4 separate regions of the Mus musculus genome follow, and regions 2, 3 and 4 are each linked to region 1. The links are chromatin contacts, called in public Hi-C and promoter capture Hi-C maps. All regions are on one chromosome and are shown on one strand. Each heading gives the region's core, a stretch centred on a gene start, on an enhancer-like site or on the middle of the called end of the contact. The rest is flanking DNA. Distances are from core to core; before and after follow the strand shown.

The links. Promoter capture Hi-C pulls out the DNA fragments that hold promoters and counts their contacts. Hi-C and Micro-C count contacts between places; a contact is called where the count stands out from the background.
Region 2: a promoter capture Hi-C map of hippocampal neurons shows a contact between it and region 1, with 5 times the contacts expected there. The contact joins the enhancer-like site here to the promoter of Phkb in region 1. A contact is called at or near these places in 5 of 39 promoter capture datasets (the 3T3-L1 cell line, the SN4741 cell line, cranial neural crest and 2 more), 1 of 484 Hi-C or Micro-C datasets (ventral hippocampal neurons) and 7 of 115 datasets of contacts at active chromatin or transcription factors (astrocytes, embryonic forebrain, embryonic hindbrain and 4 more).
Region 3: a contact with region 1 is called in a promoter capture Hi-C map of liver, with 3 times the contacts expected there. The contact joins the enhancer-like site here to the promoter of Phkb in region 1. A contact is called at or near these places in 2 of 39 promoter capture datasets (both in liver), 1 of 15 datasets of contacts at CTCF or cohesin (the NIH/3T3 cell line), 5 of 484 Hi-C or Micro-C datasets (B cells, the Ba/F3 cell line and embryonic stem cells), 1 of 115 datasets of contacts at active chromatin or transcription factors (embryonic stem cells) and 1 of 9 other capture datasets (embryonic stem cells).
Region 4: a contact with region 1 is called in a Hi-C map of LSK cells, with 4 times the contacts expected there. The contact joins the promoter of Gpt2 here to the promoter of Phkb in region 1. A contact is called at or near these places in 1 of 39 promoter capture datasets (cranial neural crest), 1 of 484 Hi-C or Micro-C datasets (LSK cells) and 2 of 9 other capture datasets (adipose tissue and macrophages).

Annotation. Positions count from the first base shown.
Region 1 is chr8:85,838,189-85,843,553 of GRCm38.p6, forward strand. Phkb (phosphorylase kinase beta) reads left to right here and starts at 2,800. Exons shown (of 32, transcript NM_199446.2): 1 at 2,800-2,915; 2 at 4,816-4,924. The coding sequence starts at 4,873. Itfg1 (integrin alpha FG-GAP repeat containing 1) reads right to left here and starts at 2,761. Exons shown (of 18, transcript NM_028007.3): 1 at 2,346-2,761; 2 at 740-812. The coding sequence starts at 2,550.
Region 2 is chr8:86,322,051-86,327,415 of GRCm38.p6, forward strand. No RefSeq gene overlaps it. Among named protein-coding and RNA genes, the nearest start is that of Gm33687, 45 kb to the left of the region's middle. Within about 2 kb of position 2,906, at least 23 of the 459 cell types and tissues checked have an H3K27ac peak or open chromatin away from gene starts, as enhancers often do.
Region 3 is chr8:85,458,355-85,463,719 of GRCm38.p6, forward strand. No RefSeq gene overlaps it. Among named protein-coding and RNA genes, the nearest start is that of 4921524J17Rik, 28 kb to the left of the region's middle. Within about 2 kb of position 3,222, at least 11 of the 459 cell types and tissues checked have an H3K27ac peak or open chromatin away from gene starts, as enhancers often do. A contact at or near this core is called in the Ba/F3 cell line and liver, where this site is marked.
Region 4 is chr8:85,489,657-85,495,021 of GRCm38.p6, forward strand. It overlaps Gpt2 (glutamic pyruvate transaminase (alanine aminotransferase) 2), which reads left to right and starts at 2,920. Exons shown (of 12, transcript NM_173866.4): 1 at 2,920-3,033; 2 at 3,249-3,513. The coding sequence starts at 3,271.

The DNA of each region.
Region 1 (5,365 bases), core at 1,550-4,049:
CCTCTGAAACTGTAAGCCAGCCCCAACTGTTTTCTTTATAAGAGTTGCCATGGTCATAATGTCTCTTCACAGCAATGAAACTCTAACTAAGGCAGCTTGATTACAATTGTCAAGATCAGTATTTAAAAAACCTCACCATTTGATCAAAAGAGAAAACAAACAAACAGGACAGAGGTCATTGATCTTTCTCCCATATGTAAAACATCTTTAAGATGATGAGATTTTTATGAGTGATCTGCTTCCACGGGAACAATCAGGACGAGACATAGTACATTCGAGAAAGCATATTAGATTGCAAGGGACTGTAGAATGTTTATATAGAACAGACCCGGAGCCAACAAAAGGTATTTTTATTAAGGGGGGTATTTTTAAATTTTATTTTCAATATTTCCTTTTTTAAAATTATATTTTAATTGTATGTTAGTGGGGTATGTGTGTGTTCAGGCTGATACCACAGTGTGTAAATGGAGGTGAGAGGACAGTTTATAGAAGTCGGTTTTCTTCTTCCACCATGAGGATTCTGGGTATCTACCTTAGGTTATGAGACTTGGATTTAGGTGCCAACTCACCAGGCCTCCCAGGTTTAATTAATTAATTTATTTAGTTTCAAAACACTGTTTTCTACGCAGACCTCAGAACTAGGAATTTTGTGTCACAAACCACAGCTGAACACGACTGATCTCAAATACAACCCACACGACTGCATATTCATATAATAAGAAGAATATTATATACTTACTTCAGGGATACCTTTACCTTGGGTTTAAAATAGGGTGCACTCTGATCTGCCAAGAAGACAATTAAGTCATTTCCTAAAAGAAACAAATAAGTTATTTTAGAAAAAATGGTTTTTGGAAAATCATTCGATCAGTGCTTAAAAACTTCCTGGGTACTGTTTCTATAAGAAAGCTTTTACTCTGACCTAGTCAGACAGCACTGCCAAGAATACTCATACAAATCTAATGGAACATGGAAAAGAAAAGTATGGAAAAGGATACTTGTTCAAGGCAATGTGACGCCATGGGATTCAATTAAGGGCCAGGTGGCATAATTCAAAAGAAGCATCCATATAAAGAGCACACCTTAAACTATACTGTTGTATACTGAGTATGAGACCCAAGTTTGATCTGCAGCAATACAGAAAACACCCCCCCCCCCCCACACACACCCTTATTTATACTGTGCTACTGTTAAGTCTTGTGTTTTCCACATCCAATCAGGTCTCCCTCATAGGCTGTTATCATCATACCAAGGATCCAGGAATTCCTACTAAAACATCTACTCACAAGTTACAAGGATATAAGTCAACACATAAGCAGAAAAAGCAGAGCCCTCCACACTTCCCCCTTTGCTTCCACATGGATGGGTCAATTAATGTTCATTGGGACAGACTTTCAGAAACGCTTAATCAAGCACAGGATATCTTCAATGTCTCTGTATCTAGTTTGGATAGATTAGCTACAGACTTTGAGTATTCTTGCAATGTGGGTAATCATTCAAATAGAGGAAAAACCATCCAGGTCTTATAAGAGGTTCTGGGGTCCTGGAAAGAGCACTCAAAAGACCTTGTCAGGATCCTGCCAGTCAGCTTTGTAGGGGCTTTAAACTTTATTCATGGCCTTGGTCCTTAACCACCAACCGATGCACTTGGTCAGCATCAGACATTTTTTCTTTTAAGGCTTAATGTGGTTAATGAACTTTCAATGGCAAGTTGGATGAAGACTATAGCAGTACTCAAGATGAGGAGGGGCCAGATGTACACTAAGCTAAGGCACCTTATGCTGGAGAAGTCTGAAGTTTGAGAATGTATGACCAAGGAGGCACTGCGTTTATCAGCAGTTAACAACAACAGAGGCTGGTGTGAGTGGTGGAGAATTTGGTGCCTGAGGAAGGCACAGTGCCTTTAAAGATCTTAACACAAGGAAGGGCAGAATTAGTAGGAGGTGAAGGCAGAACATCTCTCACAAGAAACTGTCAGCTTGCATGTTTTCTCATCAAAGGGGGTGGAAGATTGGAAAAAAGACGGGAAAGCAAATGCTTAGACCAGAAACCAAGGTTCTTAGAAATCTGGAAGACCTTTGGCAGGCAGGTGATCATTCGCCATATGAAGGCTAGAGGTTTCTAGATGAAGGGAGGTTGGTGTGTTCTTAAGGGTTGGGCTGATGGTCAAGCCGCGGGGTTACTGAGTTAGGACCGAGGGTTGATAAAAACAGGGGAAAGCTGTCCCTGTGCTGAAGATAAAGGGAGAGCCAGAAGACTGGGAAATGCAAGAGGTAGGGTAACAGGAATCAGGGGGCGTGGGTACACCGGGAGGGGCAGACAGAGGAGGGCCGGCAAGCACTGACTTTCCCGCAGCACGAAGAGGTCCGTCTGTTTGTCGGAGTTGAGGTCACCGAAGGCCGCCAGGGTGCCCCAGGCCTCAGCCCCAAAGAGCTCGGCCGTGACGTTGTGCAGAGCCCGCGCCGGGGCAGGCCCAACGCTCAGCAGCGCGAGCCCCAAGAACAGCGGGGCCAGCACCGCCCTGGCGCTAGGAAGCCGGCCTGCCGCCATGGCGCCTTCGGCCCGGCCGGCCTCCGCCGCGCTTGACGGCAGCCGCAAAGCACCGTGCGACTGACCGGCCGACCGAGAAAAGACTCGGGGTGCGGCCTCACGGGCAGCCCCTCGCTGCACTCTCACGCTGCCCTGGGGCTGTTTCTCCGACGACCAAGACGCCGAGGAGCTAGGGCGGCGTCTGCCCGGGAACTCACTTCCGGCTGTCGTGCCTCCCGACAGTGTCGCGCGAGGGGGCGGGGCCGGGCCGGCCTCGCTGACTGGCAGCTGGGGTGGTGGGCACTGTGCGATGGCGGGGGCTGAGGGACTCATGGCTGAAGTAAGCTGGAAGCTCTTGGAACGAAGAGCCCGGGCCAAGCGCTCAGGTTTGACTGCCTGTGACCACAACCTTCCCCCTCCTGGGTACAGGGGGTGGTGCTCCTCCGCAAGTCCCCTGGAGGGAGGCAGGTGGGATCTGTCCTGGGGATCAACTTGCTTCCTTAAGTTGGCTCCAGAAAGCAATAGGTTTCTCTTGCTGCCCTGCTCTTGTCCATCTTGGTCCCCATTCCCCAATCCCTGCACTTCCCCCATTTAGATAACGTCTGTCTTTCTCCCCCAAGTTATTTCCTCTCCAAAGTTAGTGATAAGCTGACTTCTCCAGAAACTTTGCCGAGTAAGTCAGCTAGTGACAAGTTCTTTGGAACCTGAACGCTCTTGCTCTGCAAAAAGTAGACCTCCATTTTTAGTGAGGTCCTAAAGAGCTGGCGACTACTTTTGTCTCATATGCCCCCTTCACATTCCTCAGTAATTTTTAGCTGCAGCCAGTTCTGTGTGTCAGAAATTGAGGAAGACGGTTTGTGCCACAAGTTAAGTTAGTGTACAGTTATGACTCAGAATGAAATTGGCCCCTTCCCTAGCCAAATGGTCCCACCACCTGTAGCTTCTAGTTGTGGTTCCCAACCACGGAGATTAAAAAGCCAGCAGTCCGAGTGTCCTGAACTGACTTGTTCAAATTGCAAAGTCACACTGGCGTTTTAAAAGTTAGTACTCCTGATTAATAACTTTCCAGAGAGCCAGCAGTGAAACTGCCACTTTTGAAATTGGATACAATCTTGGGGGAAAAAATGTGTCCTTAAACACGAGAGGTGGGGGACAAGAAATGTTCAACCAAGAACCTTTCCCTTGTCAAAGATTGACGAAAGATTGTAGAAAAGTACTGTATTTGTTAAAGTATTGCCAATTTCATTCCATTTGAAATCTTAAAATTTTTGTGTGTTTATTTACTTAGGACTTAGGGTTGTAATGGAACAAACACATGAAAAGTAAGAGAAATTTTTAGAAAGCAGTTGACTCAAGTTCAGAGTCAGTAGAATTATTTGAAACAGTTGTAGGGATATTTGTTGCTTATATTTTCTTTTATTGTGTCATATAGAAATTTTGAGTTGGTTATTAACACTGTTGCTGTGGGAATAGAAAAAGTGCTATTAGGTTGTTCTGGGCAAAGAGAATAACTAGTCTTTTGCCAGGGTCTTTAACCGTCCTCTCAACCCCCAACATGTATTTTTGCAACACAGTTTTGCAACATAGTAATCCTATAGGGTCTATTTTCTCTTCAAGTCTTTATTTTACTCAAATATATGTCACAACAGCAAGTGTTGAAAACCGTATTTTTCTTAATAGGGTAAATTCTGCTTAACTATTGTTGAATGCAGTTTCTTAAACCTAGTCTCAGCCATAGTAGATACTATCCAAATTTACTGTATGTTTACATAAGAGTAAAGTGCAGATAGAAGTGGAAAAAAAAAAAGATAGTAGTTGAGGCAAATCTTAGTAGTTATGTTTGCAGTTTCTACTATTTTTGATTCCGAAAAATACAGACACTAAACCTTGAGCCATATTATTTACTTCCTGCTTATTATAAAGTGTTAACTTGATTCTGTTTACAACTTTTAACTGTGTAAACAGCCTTGTTTGAAACATGAATTGACCTGTTTCTGGGACAGGCTCCTCTTTGGAGTTATAAGCATTGTTACATAGTAGCATTAACAACTTAAAGAACAATAAAGGATACTATTAATTGAATGTGTCTTAGTAAGTGGATATTATGTTTCTGTCTTTTCATGTATGCAAACTTAATTTACCAAATAAAGGAAATCAAATTCTTGAGTCATAAAAGACAAACTAAAATTATATAATGATCTTTAATTGTCTTTTGCACATTGCATCATGCTAATAACTGCTCATACATTAATCTAATGCTGATTGCTTCTAACCTTCACTAAACAGTTTTAAAATTGGTGTAGTTTAGCGTGCAACGCTTATGATAAGAATCAACAGTTTGAAATGGCCAACTCACCTGATGCAGCCTTCTCTTCACCTGCTTTGTTAAGGTCTGGTAAGTGTATAGACCCCAAAAGGGTCAACCGACAATTTTATATTTGTTGTTTTCAAGGTTAATGTTACTATATGGTATTTTTTGTTTCTTTTATGTCCCCTTTGGTGGACCCAACTGTGTGTACCATTTCAGTTCAAGTTAGCTTGTGCCCATTGAGTTTTGAATGTATCTTGTGGTACCCCAGGAAGGCAAAGGGTGGAGGCCTCTCAGGACAATTACAAGCTATTTGACCAAAAGCCGGCATTAGTGCTTAGGAACTGCAACTGTCAAACTGACAAGTCCAGTTAATTTTTAAAATGATTTTTGCCCATTTTTTAGGTATTGTAAATTGAGCTATAGTGTACATGAATGTGCAAATGCCTCTGTAATATGGTATAAATTCCTCTGGGTACATGCCCAGATGGTATGTTTATTTTTAGGTTTTTGACAGTCCTTAAGCCC
Region 2 (5,365 bases), core at 1,656-4,155, 480 kb after region 1:
TCCCTCCCTCCATTTCCTTTTCTAGTTGCTATGAAGTGAGCAACTTCCTTTCTTGTGCCCTCCCATACCATGTCACCTCAGACCTCAAATTGATGAGACCAAGCAATCATGGACCTCGGAAATCATGAACCTGACTAAACCTTTCTTCTTGACTATCTTGTATGTTCTGCTCACAGACATATTAATATTAACATGCCAAAGTGCCCAAGAGGCTATCAACAAAGCAAGTGGGGTTGCCATAGTTGACTGGCTTGTCATTTGCTCTCTACCCTACCCAGATGCCTCTTGTGCTCAGAAAGCAGAGGAGTCACCACAGCAACTCCTAGGCAACAGACATCATGCAGCAATTGGAGGGAGAGTAACCGGTGTCTACCTTCTAATTTTTAGCAGTCAATGTATAAGACACTTAATTTGCTTTAATGGGTTATGTTTTAGAAGCAGTTTATGCAAATAAATTGTTATATTACAGGAATACAAATGCACAGCTCATAACTGTTCTGTTATCGTTAGTCACACACAAGAGAACATGACACAAAGTAGGTATTTTGTCTCTTGGAAACAAAAAGAGCTTTGAAAGAACAAAAGATTACACATCAGTTCTTTGGGGAGGAAAATGCCTGCCAAATGGAGGGTATCCTACAGAACAGAATGGGAGACAAGGCCAGCCAGCCTCACTCCAGATTTCTACTCACACAATGAAACCACACATTTGTTATTTGGAAAGAGAATCCTATTTGCATGTTTACTTGAGAGGAGAAGAAACCATTGCTAATACATGAGAACACAAGCCAAAAAGAAAATAAAAGCAGGTCTCATATTATTCCTTGGGTCTGACTACTAGTTATAATAATGCTTGAGGGGGAAGGCCCAGAGGTAGTTTGCTGCAGAGCATTGGCTGAGACGTTTATATTGCTCTTCCTTTAAAAAATTGAAGAACTGTTACAATGCGAGTGTGCATGTATACACACAGACCACAGTGCACATGTGGAGGCTGAAGGATAACCTTGGGAAGTTGGTTCTTGCCTTTACTTTGCTGAGACAGGGCCTCTCTTGTCTTTGCGAGTCTGCATACTGCAGGCTAGGCAGTCCAAGAGCTTTCCCGTGATTCCACACCCCATCCCACCACAGGAGTGTTGGAATTGCAGTTGTGAGCCAGTGCATTCACAAGCCCGTGTGTGTGTGTGTGTGTGTGTGTGTGTGTGTGTGTGTGTGTGTGTGTTTACACATAGGTGCAGGGGCCCTGGAGGCCAGAAGAGAGCATCAAATAGCCAGAAATATGGGTGGTTGATGCCTTTTTATAAATTCCAGGGATAGAACTCAGGTAATCAGGCTTGACTAGAGAACGTGTTTACCTCTTAGCCATTTTGTGAGCCTCCCTCTTTAAAATTTTCTTTTCCAGTGCTTTGAACTCAGGTCTCATACCCATGTGAGGCAAATGCTCTACCACTGGGCCACAGGACAGACTTACACAGTTTTTCTAGTAGGTGGGACAGAATGGTTGACTATTCCAAGATGGAGAAATTCAAAAGAAGTCAAAATAAGTTAAGAAGGGAAAGGCAAGAGGGTGATTGTCACTGTGTGACTCAAACCCTTCAAAATGGCTCCTTTACTAACGTCCTTTTTTCTGTAAGTGCTTGTAAAAAAACAAAAACAAAACAAAAACAAAACAGGAAATTATTTGTTCTCTCCTATATGATCACTGACTCTTTTTGCTAAACATAGTCGTGTTTAGAGAAGACCTGAGCTCTCACGTCCTAGCAAGAGAACTGAAGCCACTAAAAGTCACTGATTAGAATGAATGGAGGCCTGGGGCAGCTGTTGCCACAAAGCCTATTCTCTTCCTGGGGCTGGAGCTTCTAAGGTAAAGTTATTTTTTCCTTGTTCCAGGGGACACCATCTTGTTCCTCTCAGGACTCCCTCTCCTAGCAGAGCAGAATGAGATCTACAAAAAAAAAGGAGAGTCAAACAGCAATAGCTCTGACAGAGACTAAAGTCCCAGTTCTGCTGTGAGACCTTAGATAAGATAATTACTTCTATGTCACCGTTTCCTCGTCTATAAATCAGGGTGATAATATTCATCAGGCTCCTTGTGTAGTTACTGAATCTACCTGCTCACAAACAAAGAAACACAAAGCACCTACTCACAGTGTGGTCCCAGGCCTGAGATCAGTACCTGACTGGGGCTGACAGTGGTTGCCCTTGGCAGCATCCTAACTTCCTGTACAGCTTCTACTAGGAGACAGACTTTTAAAAAATTATTTTGTAAAATTTTCTATTAATTTCCAGATCCTACATTATTCATGTTTTCTATTCAGGTCCTAAATATTGGCTTTCTTTTTCACATCTTTTTTTTTCAGCCACTATTTAAGAACAAGACAGTTTTCTTTATAGTCTACTGTGGTATTGCTCATCAGTGTTTTCCTGACAAGCATGCTCATTTGTCATTTGAGACAAGGTCTCACTATGCAGATTAGCTAGCATAAAACTTCCCACCCCTTCTGTTTCAGCCTTCTGAGCCACATACCCAACTCCATTTTCTTTTTCCTCAGCAGGCCTCCACATCTCTCAGCTGTCTGTGTCGGATTTTGTGTCTGTTTGCATTTCAGAGAGCCTTCTAGCTTGGTGCCTGCCACCTTCTGCTGAACTATTATTCATCCAAGGAGGCTAACATCTTTGCATCCATCTATGGATGTGTGATTCTTGCTTTGCACAGGGATGCCCACCCCCGGAGGTAGCACTGAGGTATTGATTTCTTCTCCTAGTCATTTAACATTCCCACAAACGCTCTGAAAGAGCAATTTACAAATGATTGCGAAAGTGCTTTGGAGAATCTGAGAATGTGTTTGACTGACAATTCTGCATCTTCCACCAGGGCTTGAGTCACATGCACATTCTCTCCTGAGGAGGTTTTGAACTCCCACTGAAAATCCTGTTTGCCAGGCAACCACATCCCTGCCTGTGTAGACTGCATGGCTCCTTTTCTGACCTCTCTCTGGAGGTGGCTGGAAATGATTTTTGCCAGAGCCTTGCTCCAGGTTAGCCCCACTCCTGGAGAAGAGACTGGCTAAGCCACCACCCTGAAGCCAGCACCGGGTGCTTATTTGTAGGTCATCAACACAGTGGGCAGACTCGGCTCTCCTGACTCTACCTGCCAGGCCCAGCGATTCATGAGCCTTCTAGGGCAGAAGCCAGGAGGCTCGGAGCAAAGCTGCCATCAGACTGTGTATTTCAAGGTTATTTATTAGTTCTTTGCTTGCAAGCCTAGCCAGCTCTCCACCAGGCAATTTGCTGTATGCAGCCTGCCACTGAGGTGCAATTTGGAGACGCAGAGACGCAGAGACGTCTGAGTGATTTTCCATTCTCTGGTGACAGTGTTATCATGGTGAAGAGAGAGGAGGGCAGCTTGCTGTGTTAATGACTGTTTCCCATTTTCAGAGGTTCTGGGGGCCCCAGGGTGCACAGCACGGGACCGTTGCCAGGTTCCAGGGAACTCTCCTAGGGTCCCCCTTCGGAGGAAGCAACCCTAATGGTTTTCTTTGCAAATCCTTCTTCCCACTCCTCACCTGTCAGTGTTGCAGAGCACTGTTAGACTGGGTATTGACAAACTCTGCAGAGTGTAAGATCTCCCTAGTCAACACTGCAGGATGGAGAGGTGAGAACAGCATCTGTTCAGATGATCCCTAAAGTCTCTGCCTGCCACCCATGGTCCCTATTTCCAGTGCCCAGGTCAAACTAGTCCCATTCATGTCTCCTGAACTCTTCTTTCTATCCTTTTTGGGACCCTAAGAAACTTCCTAGCCCAGGATACCCCTCCTTTGCCTTTTGCTGTAGAAGTGGTGCTAAGGCTCAAACCTAACTCACTGTCCATTTTGGAAAGTGTTTGAACACAGAGCCATACCCACAGTCTTTGAAAATTCTTTGTTTTAAGGACAGACCCCAGAATGACTGTGTAGCCAATGTGTCCAAATTCCTGGTCCTACTCTCTCTACCTCTCAAGTACTAAGATGACAGACATATGTCATCGTGCCCAGACAGCCCAAGGTTTTATGAAGCAGGACCTCTCGCTGTAGCACAAACTTGCCTCAAACTCACTATCCTCTGGTCTTAGCCTCAAAGTTCTGAGAGATTCTAGGTGCATGCTAATAGCCATGTGTGTCTCTTCTTCCTCTTTGTGATGTGTCCTCAGAGGAACTCTGGTTTCTAACCCAGCCTAGAAGCCCTCAGAATACCCATTTGCTTCCTTCATAGCTTTCTGGTGCTCCAGGTTTGTAAAAGTGTCTTGTTCCCCCAGCGACTTCACAAGCCTGTGAGGTTCCTAGGCAGGTAGGGTTACCTCTGACACAATGCGTCTGTCTGCAGGGGCTGTGTTTTGTTCATTCTGACTGTAAGCGACTGTCCCAGGGGCTGGGATGGGCTGCACACATGTGCTCACTTGAAGATGATCTTTCTTTCTCCAGGTCACCCCAGAAAGCGTGGGAAGGGGTGCTGCTCCACATGAGTCTGTAAACTTAGGAAGGAGAAAGAACACAGTCTCTTTACAGGTTTTCTTCTTGGCATGGTGTGTGTGTGTGTGTGTGTGTGTGTGTGTGTGTGTGTGTGTGTGTGTGTGTAGCCATTAGGAATCAGCACAGAACTCAGCTGAATTTTAATGGTTGCCATTTCCATAGGTCCTCAGACTGAAGAACAAGCTGATTGTTCAGAGATGAAGTGTGGAAATGGCAACACTGAAGATAATTTAAAATAGCAAACTGGGTAAAATCTGAAGTTCTGAAAAGCAGTCATTCCCCCCCCTGAGAAGAATGTTACTAAAAACACAGACCTAAACGTCTTAACTTTTTAAATTTTTTTTTTTTGATTGTAAGAATCCTTTGACTCTCAATGTCTTCTCCTATCTGATCCTAACACCAGGCATTCTGGGAGCCTGGAAGGGTTTGAGCTGCATCTAATGTATTCATTTAGAAGGCAGGCATTGGGCATCAGACACAAGCTTAGGAGTGTGAGGGTGTTTCAGAGTCACATAAGGCCCAGACTGTGTCCTCAGACAGTGTGGGACTGTGTGAAAGGTTGCATTTGGAATCCTGTCCAAGTTGGATTTACAATCTGTTTGTGGAGATTGCTCCATAAATGTGGGCAGGAAGTTTAATGTCTCCAAGTCCCAGTTCCTATATGAGCAACCAAGGTCAATGTTGCTCATCTCTTAAGGTCCTTTTGAGGATCAAACAAGATGCAGCCATCCACCGAGTGAATTAGATCATGACAGGCCTCCACTCAAAACACTACAAAGGACTGCTAGGAGTCTTAGTCGTTTTCTATTGCTGTGCTAAAACATCATGACCAAGGCAACTTATTTTTAAAAAGCATTTGT
Region 3 (5,365 bases), core at 1,972-4,471, 380 kb before region 1:
ATTTGGTGAAAATTCCACCTAAGGCAGCTATTTCTTGAATCAAATTTGTGCTCAAATTTCATTTCTCCCGAGAAGCTGTTCCACTTGGTATTATTAGCCAATTACATAAGACAGGCTCTGGACACTGATCCCCTGAAAGAACAGCCAGTGCTCTGAACCACTGAGCCATCTCTCTAACCCACTATCTTTTAAAAACATATTTATTTCTCTTTATGCATATGAGGTTCTGCCTGCATATGTGTGCTTGTGCACCGTAGGTGTATGCCTGGCACCCAAGGAGATCAGAAGAAGGCATGTGATCCCTCGGAGTTGCACTTGACTTTTAGCTGCATGTGGTTGCTGGGGACTGAACTCTGGTCCTCTGGAAGAGCAGTCAGTATCCTTGACCACGTCATTTCTCCAGCCCCTGGAATGAAAAAAAAAATATATGTATGTATATATGTGTGTGTGTGTGTGTGTGTGTGTGTGTGTGTGTGTGTGTGTGTGTATGTGTGTGTGTGTATGAATGAAGGATATGGCTCAATGGTTAAGAGCACACACTGCTCCTGCAGGGACCTGGGTTTGACCCCTTTTCGGACTCCACAGGTACCCATACTCACCTGTACGCATGATCACACACACACACACACACACACACACACACACACACACACGTTGTTAATATTCCTGTCCAGTGAGAGGTATAAGCATCTTCCCCTTCTCCAAAGTCCCAACGACAAACCAAGTACAATTCCACCAGAGCTCACCCTGGAGAACGGCTTAGTCCTTTGGACTTACAGAGTATAGCTAAGAAGTTGCCATCAGAAACATGCTTGGCCAAAAAGAAAGAGACCACTGCTCCAGTTAGTGTCTGGACAGAGCAAACCTTTGCTTCTGGTCCAAAGGTTGCTGTACTCACAAACAAAGGGCAAGCACATGGGACAGCAAGTGTGCTTGGTTTTTACTTTAATGTCTGCGGTGACTGCCATTTCCCCATTGGCTAGAGTCTGACCTCACAGTCTTTTGTGATTGGCTAGTTTTAAAAGAACTAGTCAGAGAATATGAAGGATGATGGGGAAGAGCCAGCCAGCCACTTAAGTTCCAAGAATGCTGTAGGACCTTTTTCTTTTAAATAAAAGTGTTATCAGGTATAGAAGTTTTTTTTTTAATGAATAAATGTTTTTTAAAATGGGGGGGGTGTAAAAGATTTTGAATCTTGGTCATAAACCAACGTTTTATAGTATTTAACAGAAAAGAGTAGTGTTTACAGTTTCTTACACTAGTTGCAGTAGTCTGGGTGGTTATACCACAAAAGGCCACACTAGAAAGTCTGTACCCAGCATAAACGACCCACCCACAGCCAGAGAAATGCATGATTCTTCCCTAGTACTTCCCAGCCTGTACGCATTATCTCCTTGAGGCCATGCAGAATTAGGGCAGAATGCACATAACTGTTAGGAGCGTGTGGTTACTCAACTAAGAGTCACATGATCCTCTTCAGCCTTCCTTCTATGAAGGAAAGTCAACAGCCAATAAGCCCAGTTATAATGATCTTCTGCAAGCAGAACCAACTGATCTGATGATGGTGACAGCTTAGCTTAGAGATAGTCCTGCACAAAACACAGACACACAGAGACACACACACACAGACTCACACATACACCACATGCATACATACATATTTATATACACACAACACACATGCATACACACGTACGCATACACACATGCTTACATACACACATGTACACACACATACACACAAATGCACACATGTACATGCACCCATGCATCCACATATATACATACATACACAAACACATGCACACATGCATACAGACACACATGCATGTGCACATGCAATTAGAAGTAAAAATTAAGCTAGAGAGATGGCTCAGCAGGTAAGAGCACGTGCTGCTCTTACAGAGAACCTGTCTTTAATTACCAGTGCCAATATGACAACTCCCAAATATCTGTAGCTCCGTTTCCAGGGTATCCAATGCTCTCTTCTGGCCTTCATGGGCATCAGGCCCATAGGGTACACAGACATAGATGCAGGCAAACCATTCATAAACATAAATTTTTAAATATTTAAGATAACTTTGTAAATTTTTAGATTGTATTAACCTGTGCTTGAGTGTATGTAAGTGCACCACACGCCTGCAAGCGCCCAAGGAGACCAGATGAGGGTGACGAATGCCACAGAGCTAGAGTTGCAGGCACTTGTGAGCCACCTGCAGTGTCTGGGAATTGAACCTGGGTTCTCTGCAAGAGTATTACGTGCTGTTAACTGTGGGGCCATTGCTCCAGCTCCATAAAAATAAATCTAAAACAAACAAACAAAAAACCCACCTGGATAATCAGTCTCTAAAATCCACATTATTCTAGAGGATTAGACTAAGGCACAGTGTAGTGCTGTGGAGTGACTCTCACGTCTCCATTTCAGTAGCCTCGACTCAGGCTCTAATGTATGCTAAGCTGTTGGGAAACATGTTGCAAGTGTGGTTTTAAAGGTCTTCTTGAATATGAAATGTAGGGATAACGAACCAACCCTCCTCCCCCAAATTGGCTGGCCCTGGGAAGTGTTTCCGGTTGGAAACAGCCAGTACATCATCACTTGCAAACACTGAGGCTGGGCAGTAGATGGCAACAGGACCTTGTAGTGTAGTTACTCAGAGTCGCCTCTTAGAGAAAGCCATCAGGTCACTGACTCTGGTGTTCACAGCCCAACTAACGCCAGCTCTCCACTTTCAGAACGCAGCAGCCCTGGGTACTTATTTCAGCATCTTGTGTATTTTGGCCTGCCTGCCCTTAAAGGATCTGAGAAAGCTCTGGTTCTTATCTTGTCTCACCTGCCTGCCTTCAGCATGCCTAGACACACAACCGAACATGCAGGTCAAAGAAAACAGAAAAGAGGAATGGAAGGAAGGAGAGAGGAAGTCGTGGAGAGCCTGAAATTTCTGCCATAGAAAGTAGTGTTTGGCCTGTCCCTCCTCCTGGCTAAATGACCCTAGGTAAGTACTTAGATTGGCTTCCTCCAACATATTTGGACTTAGCAGAGGTATGACATAAGTTGAACTTAACAAAGATATTTAGTTACAAATGACTGAAGCCTTGTGTAAACAAACTTATACCTAATAAAAAGATGGGGAAGTTATTTGATCAACACAACAATCTTTATGTTAGACAGGGCCTCTAGCCTAGGCTGGCCTCCACACTGCCCTCTTGTGTCAGTTTCTGAAGTACTGGGATCACTGACATGGGCAACCACACCCAGTCAGATTAACAGCTTTACAAGGTACCTGAATTCAAACCCAACAAACCCAACTGTTTCCACGCGCATTTTAGGCCTCCCTTAGCCCAGGCGTTGCCTCTGTTCATTCCTTCCCTTTCTCCCAGTCTCCCAAGGAGGAAATGTCTCTCCTTGTAGTTCTGACCAAAATCCCAGGCTTGCCCAGGGTCCAAACTCATCACTAAGTTAACTTCATGGGAGGAAGGAGGCTTGAGGAAAACCATCACACTCAATTTAGTTATACCAAGTGCCCGTTGTTAAAGGGGGGGGGGGGGAGGAGGGAATCACATGGCAGTGAAATCAATCAGCAGAAGCCAGGATGGCGGGGCAGCTAGCTCTCTTTCAACTCTTTCATCTCTTCATCCAGTACACCCTAGTATGTGTTCCTGGAAGCCCTTCCCCTTACACTCTCCACAACACAAAAGGTTTTACTTATCCAGTCTTTGGGTCCTTTCACTACATAGCCTTCTAGCATATGTGCCATTAAAGTATTCATAAGCTCTAAGATGTATAGTATCATATGTAGTTGTTGATCTAGTTTGTGTCTTCCCACTACAGACTTTGTAGTATAGTGATCACAGGTTCCCTACTATTAAGGTCATAGTTCACCATGTCCATATAGGCCTCCAAGATAGCTGCAAAATGGAGGAGTCCCCTTCTCAGCAGGGCTTCCTCGTCTCTGTCCGATCTGATCAGAAGAGCACAACTCCCACATCCTCCACTTGAGGAAAGTCATGTAGTCTTTGGCCAAATTGCAGGTTAAACTTCCTCTCTCTCCTGACAAGAACCTGCCTGGCAAGTTCCTGGAATTCCTTTTCATATAAATGAAGCATTGGCAGCACCTCTGCTCTAGTCAACAATGTTCACCCACCCTGGACATCTCTACCCACTCCCCAAGACCTAGATAGCTCTTCTCCACCCCAAATAAAGTTGAGCTATCTCCCTGAAGCTGATCCTGGAAGTCATTCCATCATACTTGTGGCTGTCTGAACCCTGCCCCACACCTCTGCTCCCCTCCCCCTCCCGGGCTAGTGGCCAATGACATCTGAGGAAGAAGAGGCCCACACACAGGGACAAGGATTAAACATTTCCAGAACCTAGTATAGCAACTGGCATGTAATATGTACTAACTAAATATCTTTAACTCATTTGATAATTATCTATTAGACACCATGGTATCTAATATTAATATTGTCAACTTGACAGCATCTAGAATTACCTACCCAGGAGACAAAACTTTAGGCATAACTGTAAGGGAGTTTTTAGATTGAGTTAATAGAGGTAACTCAGCCTAAATATTGATTGCATCATTCCATGGGCTAGGTGGCACAAGCCTTTAATCAGTGGGACTCAGAGGCAAGTGGATCTCTGAGAGTTCCAGGTCAGCTAAAACTACACAATGAGGCTCTGTCTAAAAACAAAACAAGAACAAAAACAACCAAAAAAAACCCTTATTTTTTTATTTCTTAGTAATTGTGCACAGATTTGCATATAAAAGAACCAGCAATGATTAGCCTCATTAAACAAAGCAATAACAGCAAAAAACTATGTAGAAGCTCATTAAACTAATTTAGTTTCTACTTGTAAAAGGAATCTTTCAAATCTTTAGTAGAATAAATCTATATCACTGACAGTCAAAAATATTAATTTCTTCCAGGTTCAGGAACAGTGTTAGTTATTAGAAATAGATTATGTACAATTGTTTCTCACATAGACAAGGACAAAATACTTATTTTGTCTGGGCAAACAGATATACACAAGGGTTTCAAATAGCAAGGTTGTCCAGATGCCAGATTTTTTTCAGATGTCCTTTTAAATGTGTAAGCTACTGAAAGGTCAGCATTATACTACTTATAATGAAACCTTTTAGGACTGGAGAGATTGCTCAGCACTTAAAAGCAATGGCTTCTCTACCAGAGGGCCCAGGTTCAATTGCCAGCATCCACACAGAGATCTGCAGTCTTCTGTAACTCCAGTTTCAGAGATCCAACAAGGACACTGCAAACATGTGGTGCACAGACATACATGCAGACAAAACAGCCATACACAGAAAAATGTTTTACAGGTTATGAGTGATGATGATGATACTGGTGA
Region 4 (5,365 bases), core at 1,670-4,169, 350 kb before region 1:
GAGGAATCAAGTTTGGTTTTCAGCAATGACATGGCCACTCACAAATGTCTATAACTATAATTTCAGGAGATCTGACACCCTCTTCTGGCCTCTGTGGGCACTGCACCCACATGGAGCACAGACATACATGCAGACAAAACACTTGTATGCATAATATAAAATTAAAAACAAAAGCCCAGGCCGGGCGTGGTGGCGCACACCTCTGCACTCGGGAGGCAGAGACAGGCGGATTTCTGAGTCCGAGGTCAGCCTGGTCTACAAAGCAAGTTCCAGGACAGCGAGGGCTATATAGAGAAACCCTGTCTCGAAAAACCAAAAAAAAAAAAAAAAAAAAAAAAAAAAGCCCAGACAGCCTTTTTTCCTGCTTGCTTTCTGGGAGGCAGCCCACAGGGAAGGCCTGGCTCACCTCTCTACTTCTTTGCATCTCTCCCTTAATAAACTATTTCTTTCCTTGTAAGAGAAGATGACAGAGAAGCAGCAGCAGCCTCCTATACCACATAAATAACTTCTTTGCAGGGACTTGACAAGTCAGACTCGTTTACTAAGGAATACTTAGAGCTATCTTTGGCTTCTGTTCTCCCTGACACATTCCTCTTTCATGAGTAATCGATTTGTTTGATCAAAGTGTATGGTAGTCCCTTGAGGAGAGATCAACAAGAGTGTGGTGTAACTTCAGGATCCAAGTTCTGCCAAGTCCCACCAGAACTTTCTCCTCAGTTGCTCATGGTAGGTACTGCTGCCTCCATTTCACACATGAGGAGGACAGTGACATGCTTGAAGTCAGGTGACTCAAAAGTGGTTGTGTGCAATTATTCTCAGCCCACCACCACCTCAATTTCCTGCTTCTGTCTCCCCTATACTGCCTCTCCCCTACACTGAATAAATAGTGTCTCCTTTTCCCAAGTTTCATAAGACAAATGTGTTTGTTGCGACTGTGCAAACTCTGGGCTGTTTGGCCTCAAAACTCCCAGAATTACAAAATGTTCAAGACACCAAGGGAAAAAGGAGGCCATTTAACTCAATTTATTTTGCAGATAGGGAGTCTGAGGCAGAGGGAAGGAAATCAACTCCATCATGTCCTCCATCATGTCTTCCATCATGTCCTTCATCATGTCCTCCATCATGTCCTCCATCATGTCCTCCTTGCAGAAGTTTGTGGCTCAGCCTGTTAGCTTACATTTCTTTCTTTTTTATTTTTTTTAAGGAATTTTTTAAAAAAAGATTTATTTATTTTATTTTATTTATATGAGTACACTGTAGCTGTCTTCAGACACACCAGAAGAGGGCATCAGATCCCATTACAGATGGTTGTGAGCCACCATGTGGTTGCCAGGAATTGACCTCTGGAAGAGCAGTTGGTGCTTTTTTTTTTGGTTTTGGTTTTGGTTTTTGAGACAGGGTTTCTCTGTATAGCCCTGGCTGTCCTGGAACTCACTCTGTAGACCAGGCTGGCCTCGAACTCAGAAATCCCCCTGCCTCTGCCTCCCGAGTGCTGGGATTAAAGGTGTGCACCACCACGCCGGGCACAGTTGGTGCTCTTAACCGCTGAGCCATCTCTCCAGCCCCCTAGCTTACATTTCTACCTTTGCACCAATTGCACACTCAACCTAGTCTTGTCCCAAGCTTGCTCCGTGTAGTGGCTATTCCTGGTTTTCAGCTTGACTATATCTGGAATGAACTGCAATCCAGAATTAGAAGGCTCTCTGAGGCATAGTGGGTATGAATCCCAGAAGATTAAGACAGGGAGATCTCTGAGTTCATTGTTATCTGGGATTAAAGGTGTGTGCCATCACACCTTTAATCTGGACTATGCCTTCTGCTGGAGACCTACATAAGGACATCGGAAGAAGGAAGATTCACTCTTCTTTGCCTGCTTACCATGTGGGACTGAGCAACTGCTAGATCCTTGGACTTCCATTCACAGCTGCTGCTGACCATTGATGGGGAGTTGGACTACAGAATGTATGCCATCAACAAATTCCTTTACTATATAGAGACAACTATATAGCTGTTGTTTACTGTATAGTTCTGTGACTCTAGAGAACTCTTTCTAATACACTCCGCATGTGCAAAATGCATGTGTGGAGGGATCTACTGGCTGGATACTTTTGCCCAAAGTAATTGCCACCATGTTCTGTGTAGTCAACAAATATTTACTAAGTGCCTATATAGTGTTAGAGATGTTGTGAAATCAACGGACAGAAACAAAACAAAACAAAATAAAAACATTGTTTTTATCCTTCTGAGTCCTCTAGAAGTATCTAAATGAGGTAAATTTTAGATGCTAGGAAGGCTAGAAAGAAAATAAAATGGATACAATGGATGTGAGGTGGGCCTTCGGATAGAGAGGTGATGCAAAACTGTAGCACTTGGTGTGTGGTCCCTTCCTACAACCTCCCTACCCCCATCCCCCCACCCCACCCTCCCCATACACAGATTTTTGCTAACAAGAACGTTGATTCTGAGAAGGAGACTGGGTGGCATATCAAGTTTCAGTGGCCCTACTTCCTAACCAGCTGCCCCTGAGTGGCTAGGAGAACCATATGGCTGGGATGATGAAACTCAAGGCGAAGAGTGCATCACCACGCATCCCACGTCACTGTAGGTGTCCCGAGGTGAGGGTGAAGGGAGGCGGGGTGTGCATCTAGGGAGAAGCAGCCAAGTAGCAAATAAAAAATTCCAAAAGCCTCTGGAAAGGACAGTCGCTGCCTTAAAGTAGGGATTCTCTGTCACCAAGACCCCGCCCAGACGACCGCTCCCCACCCCCCGCCCAGCCCAGTCTGGCCTGCGCCAGGCTTTAGAGGACTTGTAGTTTATCCGGTTCATCACTGCAGTGTTGATACGGTCAAGACAACTACAAGACCCAGAAGTCAGCGCGCAGGCCCGAGGCGGAGTCGGCGGCGGTGGGTGTGCGAATACAGGGAGCCAGGAGGTGCTGGTGCCAGGCGCCAGGATGCGGTGGCCGGCCACCGGGTTTGGGAGCAGCCCAGGCTCACCTTAACCGGAGCGGTGCGGACGGTCCCGCGGCGACAGGCACGTTGCATACCCACATTAGGCGCAGCTCCGGCAACCTAGCGGTGTAGCGTCTTGGTGCTGCAGTGGCAGGGTGCAAGGTCCCAGTAACCAGAGGGTGGGAATACAGCCCTGGAGCTAGGCTGGCGCTGCCGGCCGAGAGCCTTGGGTTCTTGGGGGACTGGTGTCCACCTGGGGCTGTGCGTGACGTCTTGCTCTCCTTCTTTCTGGGCCAGGGCTAATCTCGGCAGGTTCGCGATGCAGCGGGCAGCGGTGCTGGTGCGGCGGGGCTCCTGCCCCCGCGCCTCGGGCCCCTGGGGCCGTAGTCACAGCAGCGCTGCAGCCGAAGCCTCGGCGGCGCTCAAGGTGCGACCGGAGCGCAGCCCTCGAGACCGCATCCTCACCCTGGAGTCCATGAACCCGCAGGTGAAGGCGGTGGAGTACGCTGTGCGGGGACCCATCGTGCTCAAAGCCGGCGAGATCGAGATGGAGCTGCAGCGGGTGAGCGCAGGGCCTGCGGGGGGCGAGGCCAGGGGGCGTTCATGGCGGGAAGAACTGTGGCAAGCTACTTTGGGGTCCTCCTGAAGGACCTCCAACCCTCCGAAACCCCCCACCCCCTCGGCTTTCAGCTTCTTCTTTGTGCCATTTTTGGCTAAAGCGAGAGAACGCCCCCTCTCTCTCCCGTCACCCACCAGTGCCCCGCATCTGGCACAAAGTGAGGCCTTCGACGGTTCACTTGTTGAATTGTGCCCAGTTATTGAGCGGCCTCTGCTGCCAGGCACTGCGTGTTCCCTAAGTGCCCTACCCTCGTGGATCCCTTGGAAGGGGGAAAACAAGCAAATATAGAAGTGAGAGTTTCAGATAGAGAATAAGTAAGTTCTTTGAAGTGAGACGAAGGGGCTGGGGGGGGGGGTGGCGAGGTGAAAACCCTGTTAAGTAGGAGCGGAGGGAGGAAGGAAGACTGTGTGACTGGCTGGTTTGTTCCCGAACCCTTTTTTCTGGCAGAGGCCTGCTGGGTGTTTGCCAGCCACAGTGGCTTGACAAGACCGGGACTCTGGAAAAGAGATGGGTAGAATTCCTTATTTTGTACCCCGAGAACCTTTGATTGCTATAGTGGGAGAGTTGGGTCCTTATGACCTTAATGAGGTGAACCTGGGACTTCATCTTGGTGATACCAGCCAGGGAGGCTGGCTTGAACTTAGCTGTGTCTCCCTGTCCCAACTAGGGTGGTTTGGCCGTATGTGAAACCAAGTTCTTTGTTCTGGGGCCAAGGTCTGACTATGTAGCCCAGGTTGTCCTCGACTCCACATCCTCCTACCTGCACCTGCTATGCGTCGGGGTTTACAGGCATCCAGGCACAGAACACAATGCCCTGCTAAGATACTGGGTTTTAAACTGGGTGAGATTTGGAAGGCAGAGTCAAGAGGGAACATCACTACTAAGATTAAAAAGAAAACGTTAGCTGGGTGGTGGTGGCACATGTTTTTAATTTTAGCACTTGGGAGGCTAAAGACAGGCAGATCTCTGTGAGCTCTAGGCCAGCCTAGTCTGCAGAGTGAGTTCCAGGACAGCTAGGGCTACACAGAGAAAGCCTGTCTGGAAAAATCTTAGGAAGAAGGGAAAGAAGGAAGGAAGGAAGGAAGGAAGGAAGGAAGGAAGGAAGGAAGAAAGAAGGGAAGGAGAGAAAGAGAAAGAAGAAAAAGGTCACCAGATCATTCTGATTCAAGATGTGGATGGATGGGAGGGTTTCTTGATTTTGTTTCCATACTCAGCAGATCCCAGTGTCTGCAGAGTAGCATGGTCACTCAGTATCCTTGAGTATGTAAGAAGAACTCTTAGAATCTCTCTCTTCTTTCCATTGGAATTTTTTATGAAGCCTACCTACATCAGATACCCAATTCTACTAAAAACGCTGTGTCGGATCCATCAGTGTCTATTGCTGACTCTTTGCAGGGCTGAGTTTATTTATTTATTTTTTTAGATTTGTTTTTATTATTTTAAAATATGTATATGTGTGTAGTTATGTGCACATAAGTGCAGGTGCCCATGGAGACCAGAGAAGTTTCTTGGTGGTACAAGCTTAGGCAGGTCGATTTCTGAGTTCAAGGTCAGCCTGTTCTACAGCTACACAGAGAAACCCTGTCTCCAAAAACCAAACCAAGCAAAGCAAATCAAGAGTTGGATCTTCTTGGAGCCGAAGTTCCAGGTGCTTGTGAGCCGCCTGATGTGGGAACTGAACTGGATTCCTCTGCTACTAACCTTCCACCATCTCTCCTGCCCACTGGGCTGTTTAAAGGTTGGCCCAGAGAAGGCTGGCTCCGTTTTTTTGTGCCTGACACACTGGTGGGCTAGA